2 separate regions of the Mus musculus genome follow, and region 2 is linked to region 1. Evidence: chromatin contacts called from public promoter capture Hi-C data. All regions are on one chromosome and are shown on one strand. Each heading gives the region's core, a stretch centred on a gene start, on an enhancer-like site or on the middle of the called end of the contact. The rest is flanking DNA. Distances are from core to core; before and after follow the strand shown. Region 1 holds the start of Mterf1b (mitochondrial transcription termination factor 1b). Region 2 has its middle 110 kb from the start of Fzd1.

Evidence for each region. Promoter capture Hi-C pulls out the DNA fragments that hold promoters and counts their contacts.
Region 2: a contact with region 1 is called in a promoter capture Hi-C map of the 3T3-L1 cell line, with 18 times the contacts expected there. The contact joins the enhancer-like site here to the promoter of Mterf1b in region 1. A contact is called at or near these places in 6 of 39 promoter capture datasets (the 3T3-L1 cell line, the SN4741 cell line, cranial neural crest and 2 more) and 1 of 9 other capture datasets (embryonic stem cells).

What each region holds. Positions count from the first base shown.
Region 1 is chr5:4,190,192-4,194,378 of GRCm38.p6, forward strand. It overlaps Mterf1b (mitochondrial transcription termination factor 1b), which reads left to right and starts at 2,176. Exons shown (of 2, transcript NM_001042670.1): 1 at 2,176-2,227.
Region 2 is chr5:4,648,000-4,652,186 of GRCm38.p6, forward strand. No RefSeq gene overlaps it. Among named protein-coding and RNA genes, the nearest start is that of Fzd1, 110 kb to the right of the region's middle. Within about 2 kb of position 2,477, at least 42 of the 459 cell types and tissues checked have an H3K27ac peak or open chromatin away from gene starts, as enhancers often do.

The sequences.
Region 1 (4,187 bases), core at 926-3,425:
CTCCATGACCTCTGCATCAGCTCCTGCCTCCAAATTCCTGTTCTGTCTGAGTTCCTGTCTGAACTTCCTTGGTGATGAACAGTGATGTGGAAGCATAGGCTAAATAAACCCTTTCCTCCTCAGGTTGCTTTGGTTACAGTGTCTCATCACAACAGTAGTAACCCTATGTAAGACAATGACTTCTGTATTCACCTGATATGACTGTCCTCTGGAGGCTTACTGCCTCCATCTGCTAAGGGCTGTCTCCTGCAAACTTTTGTCTGTACAATCTAATCTAGGTCTAGAATGCTTTCAGCCTCTGAGACTTCCTGCTGAATAAGCTCACCCTTTCTGGCACTTTCGGAACTCTGGCAAGCTGATTTAAAGCTGCTGTTCTGGCTCAAACACTTTTCTAAGCTGACTGATTTAATCTGGCTTTTTTCCACTTCTGACTGAATTGCTCTGCTTGGTCTCAAACTAATTCTAGCAATCCGTTCTGATCTTCTGGCTCCTTCTCATTCACTGGCTCATTCAGTCTTCACTTGTGTCTAGCTTGTTTCCTCTTCAACCTGTCTCTGTAAAACTCTCCCAGTAAAACTGCCTCCCCCTTTAAGTCATCTCTCTATTCTCATGAGATCTAGGCATATACTATTCTGTCAAATCTTTCTCTGGTTCATCACTTTGTTTCCCAGTTAATTAGATACCCCTTTCAAACATGGGTACTTCCTTCTACAAACTAACTTTACCTTCATTCTCTTGGGTTAATGGTGTAGAATAAGGGCATCTTTGTATTCCAGCCAGAGGGATTAAAGGAATGTGCTAAGGCATGTCTGTATTATAGCTAGAGTAGCCATGTTGTTACATTAAAATCCCTCTACAGACCCTGAGTGTAATTACAGGAAGATGTAGATTTGTGTAATTGACAAGGATGTAGAAAGGACATTTGTTTATTGAATCCTGGAATCTATGGATGGTGGTATTTTACCCGTGGGTTCTCTTAGAGGAATGGAGGGCTAATTCCTTTCTCACTCTAATTGAGTTTGTTGAGACTCAAACAAGGAAAAGCTAGTGAGGCAGACATAAAGGCACAATAATCAATATTACTAGTTATATCATTATTATCAATCTTTGGTTAAAAGAGGACAGGGACAATTCTGAAGATAGCACAGACATGGCATTTGATCTACACATTGAGTCTAAGTCCTGAGGGTTTTAAGTCTAATTTTAGGGAGGGGTTTATCTTGATGTAGACTTCCCTACTCTCCTCCTTCCAAGTGAGGTCATCTAAAATCACAAGCATCATCACATGTCACTATCCTTTCAAAACGAAATGGCAAAGGAGAGAGATTTGCATAGCAGCACAACTTTGATACAAAGTTGTCTCAACAACAACAACAACAACAACAACATCCCTCAAGGAAGATGAGAACCCCAGAACAGCCTCTTGGGAAACATTGTCTACCACACTGCTCCTAGTTCTCTTTTTCTCTTCTTTGCCCCTCATCTTTCCCTCCCTGCCCTTCGTCTTCCCAACCTCTCCAATATCTCAGCTGCACCTTTTCCTCATTGATATCACTTTCAAGAGGACTAAAGCCATCTCCTGGTGTTCATAAATGAAAATCCATGGGGCATGCTGAGGAGAGAATATTCTGGCAGAAGCGAGACCATGGGAGTTACGGTCCAGAAGGCCGAGGTTGTCTTGCTTTCCGCAAGCCACACGTGCACCGTAAATAGCTACTGAGTAATCCCAGGCAAGGAATAAGCTGTGATCAGTAGTTTCACTTTCTGAGTAAACTGATTATTAATAATTTAAATTCCCAAATAGAAATCTTTATTCTTACAAACACCAAACCAAACAGAAAAATGCAGAAGAATTTGGGGGAAAAAAAACCCAACCAACCTACCAAACAAACAAAGACCCCCAAGGTCTATAAAGCAACCTAAAAGAAAGAGATCAAACCGAACCTGTTCTTTGGTGCAGGCAGAATCTCAGCCCCAGCCAGAGGGAAGCCTTGGCGCCGCCCTGTGGTCTCGAACCAGCCCAGAGCCCAGAGTCCCCGCAGCCACAGTCTCAGCCGCCCCCTGCTGGGCTCCCGCGGTCAGGCGGCCGAGGATTTAGGCACAGCGCGCCGGGCTAGTGACGTCACCTCTGCGCCAGGCCGAGGCCGGAAGTCAGCCGTTACTTCCGCACTCCGCTCCCTCCCGGGCGTCCAGAGGCGGAAGTGAAAGGTGTCTACCGGGAGCGTTGGTAGGAGCGCGGATGCAGTGTGCGGGCTGGGGCTGGGGAGCTGCTGGAGCCTTTGCGAGCGGCTTGCGAGTCTCTGCTAGACAGGGCGATGAATGGCTAAAGGCCATTGCAGAACTGCCCGAGGGAAGGCGAGCCTTCGATGTGGGATTACGGCGGTTCTGAGTTTAGACTCATCAAGCCCTCCACACTTCGTACAGCAAAGAGCTCGGCATTGGCTCGGAATTTGTAACTTTAGGGACAGTGCCCACCCTTAGGTTGTTGTATATATAGGGCATTACGAAATAATGTATGTGTAACGTGGGGTTCTGGTATTAAAGTGCGTTTGCGATTCCGCTACCTTCCCCCCATGCGTTGCCGTTTTCTTTTTATTATGACTGAGAAATGTTTAGTTTGCGAGAGGTCGTGCATCTCACAAAAATGATTTGACCTGGACTTCTTTATTCTCTACTACACTGGCGATATTTTTGCCTTTTTCTTTTCCAAATTAGTGGTGTGGTGGTAGAAACATCGGTTTTTACCTTTTCTGGAGAGATCTAAAGTCTCTTATGACAAAGTCGACATCGATATGTAGTTCTGTTCAAAACAAAACAAAACAACCCTGTACACTTAAATGCTGTGTCAAAAGAGTAGCGGGATTGTGGAATTCCCAAAGATTAGCAGTTTTCTTTAAACACCTGTTAGCTTTCCAGCTGTGGGATGGGGTGGGGTGGAGGGGACGGGAAGGGACAGGGACATAAATCTTCCATCTTGAACCTCGGTAGTTACAGTCACCAAGATGTTGGTGATATTCATGAAATTTAACGAAGCTTAAGAAAATGGTTTATTTTAGAGGAAGATTGAAGGCAATTATTCGATATTTGCTTTTTTTAAAATTTGTCTTGGGATAGTTAATTTGCCAGAGGTTACAAATTCAGCTCAACAATCTGTTTTTAAAAGGACATTGTGTTTATACAATGACTTGCAAATACAACTTGGGTTCATGAAAATGACCCTTTTTCTTTTCTGAAAGAAAAGACAATTTAACTCAGAAAAGTGCACGTGCTTTCCCGCCTGCGAGTGCGCTCATATGTGAGCTTTGAGTTTGATAAGATAGTAGTAGTAAGTGCTGAGGGGAGAGAGCATCTACTGAGAAGGTGATGGGAATATGAGAATTATGAGGAAAAACAATAGGACATGCTTCTAATGGAGAATACACACACACACACTCATGTGTGTGACATGAAAGTAAAAGAGGGACTTTGGGAAGATAGATACAGATTCCATTATTTGTTATGTCAGTTAAAAATAATGAAAAGACAGCAAGGACACTGAGACTAAAATAGGCAGGAACAAGATTGCTTTGTTGCTGTTTTGAGTGAAGTTGATTTGGTAAGGAAGAGAGAGAATGTAAAACCCTCCTGGGGGTGCTTACCACAATGACATTAATCAGAGGAGCGCTACTTTGGGTGCTGCATGGATGCTCAGTTCAACTTTATATGTTGATACATTTAGAAAATATTTATTTGGAGGATAAGTTATATAAAGAGAAACAAAAATCTACTTGTGACAAGTCTAACAAACTAATAGTTTTTTTTACCCTTTTCTTAGGAGTCTTAGCAAACCTTTTTCTTATTTTATTGGTATTAGAATTTCTGTTGAATATTCTGTGTCATGTTTATCGTTTACCGTGGTGCTAATCATCTGAAAGGAATGAGCTGTCTGGTAGTAATCTTCAAGCTGATAGACTTAGTATATGTATCCTTAGTGACTGATTTTTAAAAATTTATTATTCATATTGTATTTGTTATAAAATGTATGTAAAATAGAAATTGTCACAGGATAAGACAAGTATAATTGAAAATTGATACTGTCTATTGGATAATTTTGCATGCTTATTTATAACGCTTCTTATAAAACTTGGCTGACTGTAATGTGATAGTCTTCTGTCCAGTTATCCAGCAGAGGTCATCCATGAGCATCT
Region 2 (4,187 bases), core at 1,227-3,726, 460 kb after region 1:
CTTCCTTTCTCACTCATACACTCACTCACTCACTCACTCACTCACTCACTCACTCACTCATTCCTTCCCTCCCTTCCATCCTCTCCCTCTTTCTTCTTTCCCTACCACTTGTGGCCATCTTAAGAAGCCCAAAACATGAAGAAATCAGTGAGATTTCTCTATTCTCTGGTTTGCCTCCCCCCACCACCATTTCCCTTCATCTTGGTGTGGCTGCTTTACATGAACACAGTAGTGTGTGTTTTGGGAGTTAATTTCTCACAGTGCTAGAGGTTAAGAAACAAGACCCGGGAACAGGTATGGATTGGGAAACATTTCAGGTGAGGACATGTTTCCTGGCTTGTAGTCACTGTCTTCTCAGCATGCCACCATATAGTGGAAGGGCAAGAGAGATCTCTGAAATCATCTTTAAGGGTATTGATACCATCCATAAAGATTGTTCCCTTGATCCACTTACAGAAACAGCCCCATCCCCCAATAGCATCAAGTAGTATATTACGATTTTTCCATGCCAATTTTCTATTAGTTTATTTTGTGTATGGGATGAGGATGCTGATGCTATGATGCACATGGAGAGATCAGAGGACAACTTGTGGGTGTTGGTTCTCTCCTTCTACCATGTCTGTTCTGGAGACTGGATTCAGTTTGTCCTACTTGCTAGCAAGTCCCTTTACCAGTTGAGCCTCCTCCCTACCCTGGAGGTTATGATTTTAATGTATGGCATTGTGAAACATAAACATTCAGTTTAGGATACCTCAATCTCAGAAGTACCCTATCTCCGTGTTAGGTATTTGTATAGTTCAGCAAAGGCAGCCATGTACTAAGAAAAGGGGCATCCTCGGGCCTCCAGAGTGGTTCTTCAGACCTAGGTAGCACTTCAGCATGCTCCATGTAGACAGAAGAGAAAAGGAAGCATGGGGTTATGTGGTTCTCTAGCATGTATGCTGTGTACCAGAATACCTCAGATGTGATTCCTTCCTCAGTCAGGCTACCCTCTCACATGATGCTTCATTCACTAAGCCTTGGCTTTGGAGTTCTTTTCTTTAAAACCACTGCCCCTTACTTACTTACTTACTTACTTACTTACTTACTTACTTACTTACTTGCTTAAACTGCTGGCAGTATCCTTTAAATGTTAGCATGCATCAGTTAGAAGGCTTCAAACATTCATCTGGCCTTTCCTCCAGTACTGATGGGAGTATGAATTTTGGGAAAACTGTTTGACAGTATCTAATAAAGTGAAACACATATGCACACTCACACACATACACACATATACATACACACATGGCAGAGAGAGAGACACACACACACATACAGAGAGAGAGAGAGAGAGAGAGAGAGAGAGAGAGAGAGAGAACTTTTGGTCATAGAGCCAAGTGAAATGTGAACATATGTTTGCTAAAGGACATGAACAACACTATCCATACATAATATTGCTAACCCAGAAACTTTTCAAAGCTCCCTCGATAGTAAAATGAAAAGCAATATATATTTAGCTTGAACAACTCCATATCATATTACCAGTGAGAGTGAGAAAATTATGGGGAGGTGAAACATACAGACATGATCAAAGAAAGCAGAGACAGAAAAGGAACCCATACTCTATGATCACATTCAAACTCAGAACAACACAGGCAAAGTTAGTCTGATAGAAATTAAGATACTATCTCTCTTTAGAAGGAGTCGAAGCTGGAAGGGAGACAAGGGAACATTTTGAGGTTCTGGTAATATTCTATTTCTTACTCTACCTATTGCCTGAAGGAGTTCAGTGTGTGAAGTGTCCAATTACATGCTTGTTTCTCCACATGTACATTATATAGATAACAGTGCAAATTTACCTCGGCCCCAACTTCATCTAAATATAACCCCTAAGGACTTACATATGCCATACAGATATACATAGATTTCAAGATTGTAACTTGATTGCCTTAAATATATATATATCAAGTAAGTCACTGTTGTTATCTAGCAGCTGGGGCCAGAGCTGTGTCTTTAACTCCTTCACTTCACGGGATATTATGTAAATGCTCTCCACCAAACTACACTGAGATCAGTAAAGGAGTTATATAAATACAGTAGCCAGCTCCGAAGAAAGAGCAATTATGTATCTCAGCAGCTGTGTGCTTCTGCTCATGTTAGATAATTAGCCAGAAAATTGTTTGCATAATTATTTTATGGAGCATTTGGTGATTTAACCATTTACCTCTGAAGGCTTATCCAAAAGTCATTAAACTGTTGAACGTGGCAGCGATCAGACTTGACAGTGTTTCAGCAAACTTAACAAAACCCAAATGGCCTCAGAATTCCACAGCCCTCTTCTGTGTAACCAGTCATCACAGTTGGCAGGCCAGAACTGGCTTTCACTTTTGAAATTTTTCATTATTTTCTCTCAAAAGGACATGTGTGTCAACTCTTTTAAAATGATATACAACCGAAATGAATTCTTGGGCTTGCCACCGCTCTTTCTGATTAGCTGAGCACACATTCAAATCACTGCTGTGGTTATTAAATCCATGTGCTGCATTCCATGCTTGGGAGAGGACAGACAGAGAGAGAAAAGAAGAGAGACTATGAAGGGCAATCAGGGAAAACTGGCCTTGGAAACTGACTTGAAAAATACTTATCCCCTCCCCAATACAATCACACCTGTTAACATTTGAGGGGCTTTTCTTGACACTCTGAGTATCATAGGATATATTTGATGACAAGAAGTTTTAGGCATGCTGTACCAAACTACTGAGTGACTTAAAATAACACAGTTTTTTCTTAGAGTTCTAGAGATGGGGAGATCCAAATATGAAAGCCCACCTTACACTGGACGAGGGTCTTCTTGCTGAGTTCCCACGGGGTGGGAGAGATGGAAGGGATGGATTTGCTGTGGAAGCCCATGCGTATGACAATAATCTCTCCTGGTTTAATCACCTCCTAAAGGGACTGCATCTCCACACTATCACATTGTTGCATACATCTTAGCATATTCAATTTGGGGATCCATTTGACTACAAGAGTATTAGATTAATTTTTGCAAATATGAGAAGCACTTAGGACTACTGGGCAGAAAAAGCACTTTATAGACATTGCTGTTTTTATGTTTAACTGGTGTTTAGGAGGATAAAATAGAATTGTGTGTATAAGAGTGTGATTTAAATTGTAAATTCTTGAAAAGATGATTCACATCATCCTGCAATTTCCTAGGAACAAGCCATTCACAAGTCTCCAGGGAAAAGACAGGAGAAATTCAAAAATCAAATTTACCAAGAACAATATAGGGTTAGAGCTCCCTAGGGAAGAAAACCCAACTGCCATCAATTAATTAAGTCTTTACAGAGAGACCATTGTAGGCCCAGCTCAGCTGGAAGATAGTGAATGAATAGTTAAGCCCAGGAAAGAACAAAAGATGGGCAGAGATTGCTCAAGAAACACATGGAGCCATTTTTTCAAACCTCCCTTGAGAGTCACTGCTAATGGGGTTGGGTTTCTTTTTAGTGATGAAAATGTAAAATTGATTGTGGTGGTAGTGACATAAATGCAAATACATTAATTCCATCGAGCTGTGTATTTTGAACTGGACAGATATCACCGCATGCGGAAATAAAACTCACTGAAGTTTTACTTTTAACTGCCCCTGGTGCTTCAGTTCATATTACATAATTCTTTCTTAAATAATCATAAGTAAGTAAGGAAAAGAGAATAAATACAGCTGACATCTCCTGGAGGAGAGTGAGGCTGCTACTTGGAAGGCTGAAGTCAATGGCTCCAAGGCAAATAAGGGATGGCTACAGATTCTGCAGAGCTGGCTGCCTAAAACCCCGGGAGAGCCTGGACAGACGGGAAACGAAATCCAGTTTCTTCCCTTTTGCCATTTGTTTCTAATGAAGACCAAAAGAGCTTGAAAAGAGATGTCCTACCTGAAATGTCCCACTCCTGCTGTCAGAACCCAAGGGATTTGCTCACAGGCACCAGTTGGGGTTATGGGACCACTGGTCATAGAACTGTGGGGTGCAGATGCCCAGAAGAGCAGGGGTTTCTCCTGAGGGATCGGCCTTACTCATGGCACTGCCTTTCCTCAAGGGTCTGCATCTCCACAGGGTCTCTGCGGTTGAGGCTGAACTCTAGTGTGCAGTTGGAAGGGGTAGGCCAGGGGCTCTCAATGTATGAGAGAAAATATGCAATATTTTGTGTACACT